Linked DNA regions of Mus musculus: region 2 is linked to region 1. A link is a contact called in public Hi-C data. All regions are on one chromosome and are shown on one strand. Each heading gives the region's core, a stretch centred on a gene start, on an enhancer-like site or on the middle of the called end of the contact. The rest is flanking DNA. Distances are from core to core; before and after follow the strand shown. Region 1 overlaps Ahi1 (Abelson helper integration site 1). Region 2 overlaps Myb (myeloblastosis oncogene).

What was found. Hi-C and Micro-C count contacts between places; a contact is called where the count stands out from the background.
Region 2: a Hi-C map of the G1E-ER4 cell line shows a contact between it and region 1, with 3 times the contacts expected there. The contact joins two enhancer-like sites. A contact is called at or near these places in 3 of 15 datasets of contacts at CTCF or cohesin (CD8 T cells, large pre-B cells and pro-B cells), 22 of 484 Hi-C or Micro-C datasets (the 63-12 cell line, the Ba/F3 cell line, the C10 cell line and 18 more), 8 of 115 datasets of contacts at active chromatin or transcription factors (DN3 thymocytes, the HPC-7 cell line, T-cell acute lymphoblastic leukemia and 5 more) and 3 of 9 other capture datasets (adipose tissue, liver and pancreatic islet).

The regions. Positions count from the first base shown.
Region 1 is chr10:20,993,201-21,000,023 of GRCm38.p6, reverse strand. The region is part of intron 15 of Ahi1 (Abelson helper integration site 1); the gene reads right to left. Among named protein-coding and RNA genes, the nearest start is that of Ahi1, 44 kb to the right of the region's middle. Within about 2 kb of position 4,568, at least 24 of the 459 cell types and tissues checked have an H3K27ac peak or open chromatin away from gene starts, as enhancers often do. A contact at or near this core is called in the G1E-ER4 cell line, where this site is marked.
Region 2 is chr10:21,129,508-21,135,886 of GRCm38.p6, reverse strand. All of the region lies in intron 15 of Myb (myeloblastosis oncogene), which reads left to right. Among named protein-coding and RNA genes, the nearest start is that of Myb, 28 kb to the left of the region's middle. Within about 2 kb of position 4,781, at least 12 of the 459 cell types and tissues checked have an H3K27ac peak or open chromatin away from gene starts, as enhancers often do. A contact at or near this core is called in the G1E-ER4 cell line, where this site is marked.

The DNA.
Region 1 (6,823 bases), core at 3,319-5,818:
TAATTTTAAAACTCTTTTCTCTGTCACTAAATATTTACAATGTTTTGTCTTTCTATGTTGTAGATGTTGTATGAAAAAGTACTTTTTATAGTCTGCTTTGTTTCTTAACATAATTCTTGGTTTTGATTAAATACTCAGAGAACAGGCTTAAATGGTGTTGATTTTAACAATGGTGGTAACCAGTGGTGACCAGTGGTAACCAGTGGCAACCAGTGCATCTTCACTGCTCTTTATTAGTCATAAGATGTGCAAATAATTCTCTCACTTGATTGGATAAAGGGATCTGAAAGAAATTAACCCAAAGGAGGAAATACATCGTTATTATTTAAAAACTATTTCCTAAATTACACAATATTGAAATGGATGGCTTTCTAAAAATGACACAAGAAGAAGAAAATTAAAGCTGGAACTGATAGACAAGCCATTGTATTCTGTGTTCTCTTACAAACAGAAACATGAGGTGACGTGATGTGTGATGTGTGTATGTGTTTCAGAGAAACATCTGTTATATTTCATAAACTATTATAGGAATATATAAAGAAAAGTCAAGAATTACCAACATTTTTTTATGAAAAAAAAAAAAAGGATCAATTTTGTTTCAGGAACATTTAGATCTTTACTTAAACAAATGAAGCCCTGCAATGCTGTAAATTAAAAAGCAAATGACAGGCAATGAGTTTTCATATTTCTGGATAAAAATATAATAAAAGGAGCCAAATTTACTTTCTTGGTCAAAAATCACCAAATAATGAACGAAATACAGAAAAGGGGGAAAAGGGAACAGATGCTTTTGCAAGAAAAAGGAGGCATCTAGGGATAAAACTGAAGGTGGCAGTGATCCCCAAGTACAGCGGTGTCTCTGTAAAAATAACTGAATGAACTAAAAACAAGCAAGCAAACAAACAAGCAGAAAAAATACCTCATAAGCCACTAGAACTAGGAACTGACTTCAGTTAGGTTACGGACCATGAAAGGAATATACAAAAATTAACTGGATGGCTATAGAGTTAGCTGTCTGTATCAGTGGTACAGAGACCACCAGTACAGAGAACCCAGTACATATACAGACAAGGAATAAGAAAACTGTGAAGAACACACATTTCATTAAATGGTACTGGAACGGCTGGACATTCAGATGAACTCTGATCCATCCTTCACACCCTGTGGTGAGATGGCAATATAAAACAGAGTTTTCAAAGTTCTGGGATGAAACCCAGGCAAACAATCCTGTGAGCATGGAGGAAGCAAACGTTTCTTAGATACAAAACTAAAATCTAGGACATAACAAGCTGATAGTTTGTACTTCAAAAATGTAATGTTCTATTCTTCAAAATGTTAAAATAATTAGTAGACATGCGAACACTGGGAGGAACATCTGTAACTCACACGCCTGAGCACAATGCGTGTACAACTCGGACATCAAAACAAAGAAAAGCAGCCAACAATGACCACGATAATGACAAGCCAAAAATATGGTCCAATTGTAAATGGTTCTGAAGAAGCTCCAAAGATGGTGGACAGGTGCCTAAGAAAGCACTCAGCATCACCGGTCAGCAGGGATGAACAAATCAGACCCAGGGCAAAGTAGCAAGTCTGTCTGTTAGAGTGGCTAAAACAAAAAGTCTTGCCATGTCAGACTTGCCAAAGATACGAAGAAGTTGGAACACTTGAGGGGAAAGGCTACTTTTGTTGTTTTGTGAGACAGTCTCTGTGAGTGTACACTGGCTTCAAACTTACCATCCTCCTCCCTCGGTCACCTACGTAGGAAGATTACAGGTGTACTACCATGCCTAACTTGGCTTAAGAAAATTCATAGGCAATATGTTCCTGACCTTTCAATTATAGGAATTTACATAAGGGAAATGAAATCATCTTCAGAAATAAAAACTTCCAGCAGCATTCTGTAGTGGCATAAACTAGATATCCATCAATAGACAACTGATACACAAACTGGAAACCTCTCCAATGGAGCAACAGTAGGCAGGTAAAAAGATGAACTGTTGGTAGGTGCTAAAACATAAATGACACCAAAATAACTAAAAATTATCAAAATTAGTCATGAAAAATAAAGCCATAAAAGAATTCATGGTGCATGCAGCATATTTGAGTGTAGACAATTGTAGAACATGGACACTAATTTATAGTGCTTTCAAGGGTGAAAAGAGGAGGGTGCAATTAAAATGGGGCCACGGTGGGAGTGTTCACTGCTGGGGCTGAGGTGGTGCTCTTGCAAGTAGGTAAGTTATCAAAGCATATATTTAAAATTCATAGTTTATTATATGTAAATGACCCCAAGAAAGCTGTGTACACAAACACACAAAGCAGATGACAAGGGTGACAGAAGAGGCAAACAGGACCCACAAAATTCACTTAGAAGATCAAAGCAGCAGGAAACCCAGAGATACTCTAGAAAAGTCACCAAGGAACCAACCATGTAGCTGATAGCAAACAAGGAAGAAAACAGTAGTAAAAATGCAAATAAAAACTCGATGCTGTTTTTACTGTCTGACTGACAGGTGTACTCCAAGACAGGTTTTCCTAATGAACAAAATGAGTAAGATAGGTATGTACTTAATCATATACAACAGTTGTCCTATACTATTTAAATAAATTATCTGTGTGTGTGTGTGTGTGTGTGTGTGTGTGTGTGTGTGTGTGTGTGTGTGTGTGAGAGAGAGAGAGAGAGAGAGAGAGAGAGAGAGAGAGAGGCAGCCTTGCTGTCCTGGAAACTTCCTATATAGGACAGAGAGGCCTCAAAGTCACAGAGATCTGCCCTCCTCTTGGATGCTGGGCTTAAAGGCACAAGACACCACACCAAGGTCTAAAATATTTAATGGGCATAAAACATTGGACTTTTAAAAGTAATCATTTATGTGATAATACCACCTGTAAAAATTATAGGCCTTTGATATTCATACACAACTTCATCTATGTCAACAGAAGAGCCAGCCAATACCCAGCATTCTCTGCAGACTATGTTGGCCATGTCCAGAGGACAGACAGAGCCCTGAGAGAAGGCCAAGGACTACCCCAACTGTCACTGACAGGCATTTCTCTGTAGCAATTATCTATTTCAGCGCAAAAGTCATCACTCCCTATAGGTTTGTGTGTGTGTGTGTGTGTGTGTGTGTGAATTTGACTCTAATGTTCTTGTATTTAATTTAGTCATATTTCTAGAGTGATAAGAATATTTACTTCTCCTTTAATTATTCAAAGATAGCTTTAGAAAATAAGCAAGTGTAAAGCTGTAGAAAACCACCTAAAGAAAAGTGTCCCATGGGCTGGAATCGGGACGGTCTACCTCTACGGGGTGGGTGGGTTTCAGGCCGAGAAGTCAACAGAAAAACATGTTCCATGATTTCTGTAGTCTTCACATTGAAATTGTGCTACCAGCCTTTAGCTGCTTTCTTGCTGCAGGTAAAGCTGCATCTACAAACAGTCTGGCATGCTAATTTCCCAGATTTTCTGAGCTTTGTATTTGCAAACTACAGTTTCCTCTAACCGAGTGAATGAGCAGTCAAGGACAGTCAAGAACACATGTACTGGTGTCAGTAACAAGCTAACAGGCCTTAACTATCTTTTCTCTTACAGTTTTGATTCAACTGGATTTTTAAAATATTACAATACATTAAATATGTATTATGTTTTCTCTTTCAAAGAATTCCTAACTGGTAAAAACAGAAAAAGGCAGTGACAAAGTATGTTTCAAAATATTAAGATATATTTTACAATGTATTGTGAATTATAATTGTGAATTAAAATATTCTAAGTGGAGTAAAAAACAGAACTGCAAACTCTGGTGTTTGTTTCTATGGTGCCCTGTTAACATTTTATACAAACTCTTGGACTCCAAGCAGCCAAATCAGCACCCTCCTATGCTGTTAGCACCTCTAGTTCTATGAGGAGTTGCGCATTTACAGTCTGCAGACATAGTCACAAAGTGTACTAGACTACACTCCAAACAGAAACTGCTGGGAAGTTCTTCAGCTCCCCCACCCCCACCAGGAGATCTGCTTAAGACATATGCCTTTCTCACTGTAAAACAGTTGGTGATAGATGATTTTGGATTATCCTTCAAGCTGTATGCTTGTAACTATCTGCAGGTTACCACGTTACTTTTAGGTTCTGGTTAGAGACCATGCTGTAATTAGACAGCCCTATTTCTGCATTGTATCATTTTTCTTCTTTATACCAATGTACTTTGTATGTTTAAAACTTAGGTCTGATCTAACCTGCTATGTTAAAGCTCACAATTTTAATATTCTTATCCATACCCTTTCATCTCTTTCTGAGACATCCTTACATGCATGCATTATAGCAGGCTTGGAAAATACAGAGACTCCTTTTTGGGGTTCCGACTTCTTGGAGCTGAGCCAGTTACTGCAGGGAGCTAAGCTGCATGGCAGAGGAATGCACAGGGGTCACGAACCTGCAGGTGGCAACTGTATTTGTTTGATTGTTTTGAAGCCTATCCTTACAAGCTGTCTGCAAATCCCCTGCAGGAGGTACTATTCCCTTCCTGCTGTCTTCCTAGCCACATGGCACTCTTCAGCTGACAGTGTGTGGCATGCATTGCTACAGGAAAACCACTAGAACTCCCTGCTACAGCCTGGCTCATGGACTCTATTCATATCTAGCCCTCACATCTTGCTTTATGGTTTCAGTTATCATTACATAAAATATGGAGGTATAATAAATAAAGCATGTATAATTTTTATTTCACAGCTTAAAAAGCAGACGCATATAAAATTGGAAACTATGTGTTGAGGGTTGGGCAGATTGACAGTGTTTGTCAAGAGGCTCAGTCCCTCTGCAGATGCTCCTGCCATGCTGTTGTCTGCTTTGGGCTGTATCATTCCTTTAGAAGGCACACCTGTAAGCATACAAAGGCCCTGCTGTTTACACTCAAGGCCATCATGTACATGAAAATTTTCATATTTCCTTAGTCACTTAATGGTCTGGGCTTTGAAAGTCAAGAATCCATTATGTGAGAAACAGTAAATATTTCAGAATACAGGAAAGCAGTTTTGTCAGGCCTTCATCATCATGGTAGCTTTAATTTATAATTTCTTATAATAGGGTAAAAATCAATATTTAAAACTCCATCCTACAATCAGTACTACCTGTTATGGTGTGTTGGACTGTGAAAGGCAGTCTGTGTTCTGGTTGAGCGAAGCTTACTCCGGAGACCCAGTAGTAATTCTACAAGGGACGGAATAGTGAGCCACATTCCCAGACACAGGCACCTGACAACATGAGTCCTCAACTCCATAATCCTGTGACTATTGTCACACAGGCAATGTCCCAAGCTCCAGGTATTCTGGCTACAGTCAGGTAAGCTCCTCCCCCAGTTACCTAGCCACAGCAAGGTAGTACAGCACACTATAAAGGGGGCTGCTTGGCCCTTCCTCTCTCTTGCTTCTCTTGCTTTCTCTCTAGCCCTCTTGTTCCTTCTCTCCCCCTCCCTTCTCCCCTCTCTCCACGTGGCCATGGCCTGCCTCTACTTCTCTACCTGAAGCCATAGACTGCCTCCTTTCATCTAGACTCGCAGTGCTGGAGCGATGGAATAAGGCCTTCCCCTAAGAGCCTCCTCTAATCTCCCTCAAGAAGGCCTTTTAGCGTTTCCAGCTGCCAGGCTGGACCAAAGACCGTCACATGCGTGGGAACTACCCAGTGCCTTCTACCCCTGCCCCTTCTCCCTTTGGCCTCAGGGCAGAATGAGCTGCCCGCAGTGCCCCCACCCATTCTCAGCTCTTCTGTAGTATCCAGCGATGTCCTGCGATGCCCCGGAGCTAGAACCTGTCGACCCTGGCTTCCTTGAGGCCCAGGGACCCCGGACTGCTCCCTCTCCATCCCCGCAGACTGGGGTTCCGTGGCTTCCCACAGCCAAACGCCCACCCGGGCAGCATGGAGAGTGCACGGCAGTTCCCCCGGTTCCCCGCATCTGTCCGCCTAGAGCCCCGGAGCTCTGGTGGGACGTGGGTCATTTCTCCCATCCCCTTTATTTCCCCACGACTGGCGCCCGACAATGGTGTAATTTTCTGAAAGGATGAAAATTATAATATCTGAATTGGACTTTTAATCACATATGGAAGACATTAAATGATACATACGCTGTGGGTATTAAATTTATATCACCTAGGTATTATCCTGTGAAGACATTAGTCAGGCAGCCTGAAGTCAAATGGTAGTTTTACCCACAACTCTGTGACCTTAGGAGAGTTACTTCATTCTGTGGTGCCTTGGTTTCATCATCCATTAATAGTGACAATAATGAGATTTTTTCTCAAGTATTTGGGAAGTATTCTATAAGAAAGTACTTGATCTTAGCTATGACTGCCACTGTTCTCAATAATCCCAAATTCACTAGTGGTGCCATCTTATATTTTCATAAAATTCAAGAAATAACTCTTGGGCTGGTGAGATGACTCAGCAGGTAAGAGTACTGACTGCTCTTCTGAAGGGCCTGAGTTCAAATTCGAGCAACCACATGGTGGCTCACAACCACTTGTAATGAGATCTAACGCCCTCTTCTGGGGTGTCTGAAGACAGCTATAGTGTACTTATGGATAATAATAAATCTTTTAAAAAAGAAAAAAGAAATAACTCTATTCTGTAAGAAGTTTAATTCTTAATGCAAACACACACTGCCAAAGTCTATGCTAAACACAGTGCCTTATAAACACTATAGGCAATTAGCAACTTGAGAGATGGGGTCTCTAGCCTTGGAAGCTCTGTGTACCCAAGGATGACCTAGAAGTCATGACCCTCCTGTCTCTACCTTCCAAATACTGGGATTCCATGCATGTGCCTCCATGCTTGC
Region 2 (6,379 bases), core at 3,532-6,031, 140 kb before region 1:
CTATGAGTTGTTTATTTCTGCATCTTCTGACTGCATTTGCCCCAGGTAACTGCACTACAAAATGCTGAGGCTGGTGCACAGGGAGATCCACTGTTTTTTCCTATACTGGGAGCTTTGTTTGTTGAAGCATAATGCCATTTCTAGTGTTTCCACCAATACTTCAATTGGATCTGATTAGGCAGATCTTCCATATGTGGTATTGGTGAGCATACTGTTCATTTATTAAATAGTCTAACTTGGATACTTTCTTTCCCTTTTACTATGAAATAAATATCTGACAAAAGCAAATTAAGGAAGGAAGGGCTTGTGTTGGCTTGTACGTCGTTGGAGGGTGCCAGCCATCATGGCGGCAGGAGCTTGAGGCAGGCAGCGGTCACATCTCCCCCAGGCAGGAAGCACAGAGCAATCGACACTACTGTTCAGTTTGCTTCCCCCTTTTTATGCAATCCAGGACCCCAGTGCAGAGAACAGCACTGCGGTGTTTAGAGTATGTAGTCCCAGTTCAATTAACTAGTCACGATAATCCCTTACACATACTCCCAAAGGCTTGCCCCTGGAAGTGACTCTATTTTGTCAAGTTGCCGGTCACTATCAGCCTTCTCACTGAATAAAGAACATTTCATAGAATCTAAAACTTTTCTCATTTGTACTTTTAAGATAAATTAAATTTTCAATGGATCTTTAGCCAAACCATTTGGATATTCTTGACACTGCATAGTTTTTCGTTATTTTGGTTTTATTTTCTTGAAATGAGCTCTTACTATATTGTGTAGCCCAAGCTATCCCCAAATTTGGGACAATCCTTCTGCCTTGGCCTTCTGAGCTTTGGGATTGCAAATTGAAATTCACTGTGCCTAGCTTTTACCTAAAACAACAAAGCACTATTCCCCAAATATTTTACAAGTTGACTGTTTTATAAAATACAAAATATTTGCCACTTTTCTAGTGTAATAAATTGCAAATGTAATTAAAACCAGTTTTAATAGTCACATGCTTGATCATAACAACAGCTCTTTAGACAGACCAGTTATTATCATGCCAGTGTCCATGTACTGAGTGTGTTATACCTGTGTTTCTAGAGAGTATACTATAATTAAATAAACATGCATAGATGTAAAACATCTGACATCTTAAAGTTAGAAATATAGGGAGCTGGAATGGAGGTATAGATGATGATATAGCAATTGCTGAGTATGTGGAAGGCCCTGGCTCCAGCCCAGAACCACTGACTGAGGGAGGGAGAAAGGGAGGGAGAAAGGGAGGGAGGGAGGGAGGGAGGGAGGGAGGGAGGGCTGGAGAAAAAGTGAAATACAAGAAACTAGAAGTATTATATTTTATTATACAATTCAAACACACGGAGATATAGAAACTATAATGATCTCAACAGCTGTTAATAGTTTGCCATATTTGTCTACTTTTTGTGAACCATTTAATGTAGGCTCAGACAGCATAACATCTTATTCAAATGTATTTCCAGAGTCTAAAAATAGACATTTTCCTCTAGAATGCCACACCATTATCATACATTATTAACAATCATTCCTTAATATTCTATTCCCAGAATGTATTTAATTTAATTTTCTCTATTAACCAAAGGAAACATGTCTATTTTACTCGTTTGGTTAATCAGAAGTATAAGAGGGCTTTGAGCTACTGTGTACAGTCATGTGGCATTGGTTTCTTATCCTGTTTTCAGAAGGAATTTGTTGAAGCTGCTTAAACATAATGGTTGGGTTTCTTTCTCTATCTATTGGTATCGAGGCCTCTCGAGTGGCTCAGTCTGTGTGAGACTTTTTCATTGTGTCGTTATCAGTACCTAGCTTATTCCCTAGGTGAAGTGGGGTGCAGGCTGGAGTCTAGACGTGTGTGCAGTGATCACAAATGGAGAAGTGGAGAGAGCATTCATCCCAGAATGGAGCAGGGAAGTCAGAGTTACTGTGAGAGGCCTGTGTCCCACCTGTTTACCCTGACAGCTGAGGTAGACACCCAGAGAAAGCGGGGGGGGGGGGGGGGGGGGGCGGGGGTGAGAGTGCTCTCAGTTTCCTTTACAGGGTAAGAAACATGCTTTATGCTAATAAACATTTCTACTGCCAGATTCAAACCCATGCTCTTGCTCTTAGCCGCCTGAGCTTCATTTTCTTTTATCATTCCTTTTTAGTCCTGTTTGAAACATGAGTGCAAGCACTGTGTTTATATGCGTTCTTTACTCATGCACTCTCCTCTGGATTGTTTTGTAACCACAGAATGACAGCCTTAAATTTTAATTTCCTGACTTGGTTTGTCAAAGCCTTACTCTTAAAAAAAACAACAACAACAACAAAAAAACCAATGAGTTTGAAAACATTTCTTCAGTCTTTAATACTTCAGCCCATCCTCAGAAGTTCCAGAATTTTACAGGACTGTTAGTAGAAATTGCGGCTCTCTTCCCTCCTCTGTTCTGTGTAGTTCAGCCGGTAATTGTCTGCATTTCACTCGTCTGTAAGTGTTCATACTTTTCCAACAACACCCTTTCCTTGTGACTGATGTTGCTCCGAAGTGACATGAGTTCTCACATGGGCATCAGAGCCTGGGCTCTGCTCTGGGCTCCTTCTCATCCTATTTGGAGGACTTGATTAAATGGAGCAAATGAAATGAATTAAGTTACTCTTGTCTACAGTTAAGGACCGTGATGTGTCCTTCCCTGGTCTCTTAAGATTGCTGTAAAGATCATATGGATCGGATGATTCCAAGATGGCAGCACATAAGCCAGCCTGCTCCCATGATATTTATTATCAGAGAAAAACTGCATGCAGCCTCTGTCCTGTCAAAGAAATGCAGCTGAGCTGGCAGAGTGCTAGCCCAGCATGCATGAAGCCCTGGGTTTAATCCAGCACCAGGTGTAGTAATGTAAATCTATAATCCCAGTCCTCTGGAAGATCAGGAGTTCACCTGTAACCACATAGTAACTTTAAACATAGTCTTGGTTATATAATGAAAAAATCTAAATATAGCTTAAAAATCTTAATACAGTAGTTAAAGAGCAAGTAAGTAGGTCTCCCTATTGCCAGGACTTCTTGTATTATGTTAATAACGTCTACAATTCCTATTCCACCTTGCAGAACCAGGTCAGTGGGTCACTAAAAGAAATAGCTGAGCAGATCAGGTAGTCAGGGCTCCTACTACAGCAGAGATGAAGCAGGTGACGGGCGGCCTGGGTTTCTTTTCTTTCCTGCTGTTGTGTGGGTAGCAGGAAGATGGCCGCAGATACAGAGTGCATTCTGAGTGTCTGTCTGTCTGTCTACTGTGCTGCCAGGTTTAACTCCAGGGTGTCTTCGCAATTGTTGCTATTCTCTCTGGTCACTATTTTTCCACCCATGTCACTCTCAGAAGTGTTTCAGTGACCAGCATTCAATTAGTGATATAAATTAAGTAAGCTTTCTGTGTGTATCTCTGGGATGGAATTTCTCTGATGAGCTGAGTCGGTCTGCCCTGCCCAAGTTGTTCCAAGACAGTAACTCTTCATACACTTTGTTTGATGATATTTAAAACAAACGTGGAGATAGAAGTTGCCTTGGGTAGGTCAGAAAAGGTAAATTGCTTCAGAGAGACTTGACAGTTGTCTGACTACTGATAATCAAGCACTAGGGGATGTCCGAGGAAGGAGCTGTTCTTCCTAAAACTTGGGTACCCCAAGCTATAGAATGTAAGTTATTGAGGTGTCTATAAACATGTTAGAATGAACACTTCTAGAGACATCTGGATAAAAGCCCATATCTGCGAAAGATCCCTGTGCTCTACCCATTGTTAATTCAGCCTGGACACAGAGGCACTAATGGGTAGGGGGCATCCTGCAGTAATGAGTAAGGGGCATCCTACACTAGTGGGTAGGGGGCATCCTGCACTAATGAGTAGGGGGGCATCCTATACTAATGGGTAGGGGGGCATCCTGTACTAATGGGTAAGGAGCATCCTGCACTAGTGGGTAGGGGGCATCCTGCACTAATGGGTAGGGGGCATCCTGCACTAATGGGTAGAGGGCATCCCGCCACCACCTACATTGTCCATCCCTTCAGTTAGGAACCCTGAAGTTGTAAGTATTTCATTGTGCTGCCACAGGTATTCACTAGTGAGGAAGTTTGCTACCCATTGATCTCACTGTAGCAACCTCTTGATACAATGAAGATTTTCTGTGGTATCCTTTATGAATGCCGTTTTACGCAGATGTCCCTGTGGGAAGGAATTCTGACTTTCAGAATCTCATTAAGGATGAGATGAGTAGTATTTTTGTTTGGATGAATTAAATAGAATCGGAGAATTCTTACTCTGGATTCCTTAGACACTATCAATCCATATATATTAGTTTTTTTAAAAGTAATATAAATATCAATAAGATAGTAATTATATGTTATAATAATAAAATATTAAATAAATAATAAAATATATATTAGATTCATCTCGCTGTCTTATTACATCTTCACATTGTAAAATAGAATTTCCCAGGCGCCTTGACCTCAGCAGATACTGTGTGGCTTTATGAATGTAATAATACAGTTATTCAGCATGAGGGGAGCCCACGGGAAATGTTGCAATAATCTAGTTCTGTCAGAAAACCACCTGTGGGCGTGGTCTCGGCTCCTTTCATTTATTGGGCTTTTGCAAAGGGTCTGGATGTTTTTTTTTCAAAGTGCTTTAACAGGATATCCCAGTTAAAGTTTTGACAGACTGTTTATAGCTCACGTCTGCCCAGCGGCAATGAAAGATGCATTACAGGATAAGCAAGGTGACTCTCCTGGCCGCCACAGGAGGATGTAGGGTAGGATTCTATTAACATTTAAATGAATTCAGACAGGCTGACATCTACAGAACACTGGGTTTAGAAGCAGCAAGAATTCACATGCAGAAGCTGCTGCGCCTAACTGCTCTCTTAAAGTAAACAGAAATGCAGGAGTTGAAAACAGAAACACACAGAAATTGAGGTGACAGCATTCAAAAATAGCCCTTAACAGAAAGACACCTAATCCTGGTTTGTCACAGCTATCATGTTCTTGAGAAGTTGCTGTGGGGTCCCCAGTTCAAGATCCTAAGGAAAAAGGAAGCTGACCTTGACAGTCTTTTTTTCTCTTCTCTTCTTCTCTTCTCTTCTCTTCTCTTCTCTTCTCTCCTCTCCTCTCCTCTCCTCTCCTCTCCTCTCCTCTCCTCTCCTCTCCTCTCCTCTCCTCTCCTCTCCTCTCCTCTCCTCTCCTCTCCTCCTTTTCTTTCCTTTCTCTTCTTTTCCTCTTCTCTTCTTTCCTTCTCTCCCCCTCCCTCCCTCCCTCCCTCCCTCTCTCCCTCCCTCTTTCTGTGTATGTGTTTGGGAGAAGCACACAGATGGTATGTTGCAGACAGAGGACAACCTTGGATAGTGTTCCTCAGAGTCTGTCCATCCCACCCTACCATCTCTTTTGAGACACTCCCTGAAACTCATCAAATACCTAAGTAGGCTAGGCTGGCTGGCTAGTGAGCCCTAGGGATCCACCTGCCCCTGCCTTCTTAGTGCTAGGATTCCAAGTGCACACTACCGTGCCAATCCCACCCCCCTTTTAAAAAACACAGTTTCTGGAAATCCAGCCCAGGTTCTTCCTCACTGAAGAGTAAACCCTTTACTCCCCGGGCCATCCCCCTCGCTTGAACCATAGTGCCCGCCTACCTGACCTTGCTCTCCATTCTCGCCATTGGTATGTGTTCTGTTCAGCTTATTACATTCTCTGTGATGTACCTACTGTGTGCCCTCCTAGCTCCCAAAGCTGCTTAGCTCATGCGAGCTGCCTTTCTGCCCACAATGATTCCACACACGCTAGCTTACTGCACCCTATCGTGTGCACACCAAGAACTGCGTGTTCTGACCTCTCCCTAGCCCTAGGCTCTGAGGCTCTGACCTAGCGCTAGGCTCCGGCTTAGCACACGTGCTGAGGAGTCTGGGTATTTTCATTATTGTGAATTTGATCTTTAGACATTCTCTTTTGTAGGAGAACCTGATTATTTGAAAAGTCCCCACAAAGTACTCATGAGAACTATATAGTACATTCTTTATATATTGATTCTATCTTAAATATCTAGTCCTGGAGGAAAGACAAAATATCACTCCAGGGATGATCAACCTGGAGATTTATCAAAGTCACAATTCTTTTCAAATTGATAAGTTGATATGATTCTCTGAACAGGCATGGACAGTTAAGAGTCATCTAACATACCATACAGCAAAGGACGGCTCAGTGTGTGGCCATCAGCAGGAGCAAACATAACTTATATTGTGGTGGAAGCTTAAGAAACTTAATTTGCATACAGGAATTTTATTCTGTATTAAATCAGGCCAAGTAGAAAATTTCTTTTTTTTAGTAGGAAAAGCTCTTAGAAAAAAATA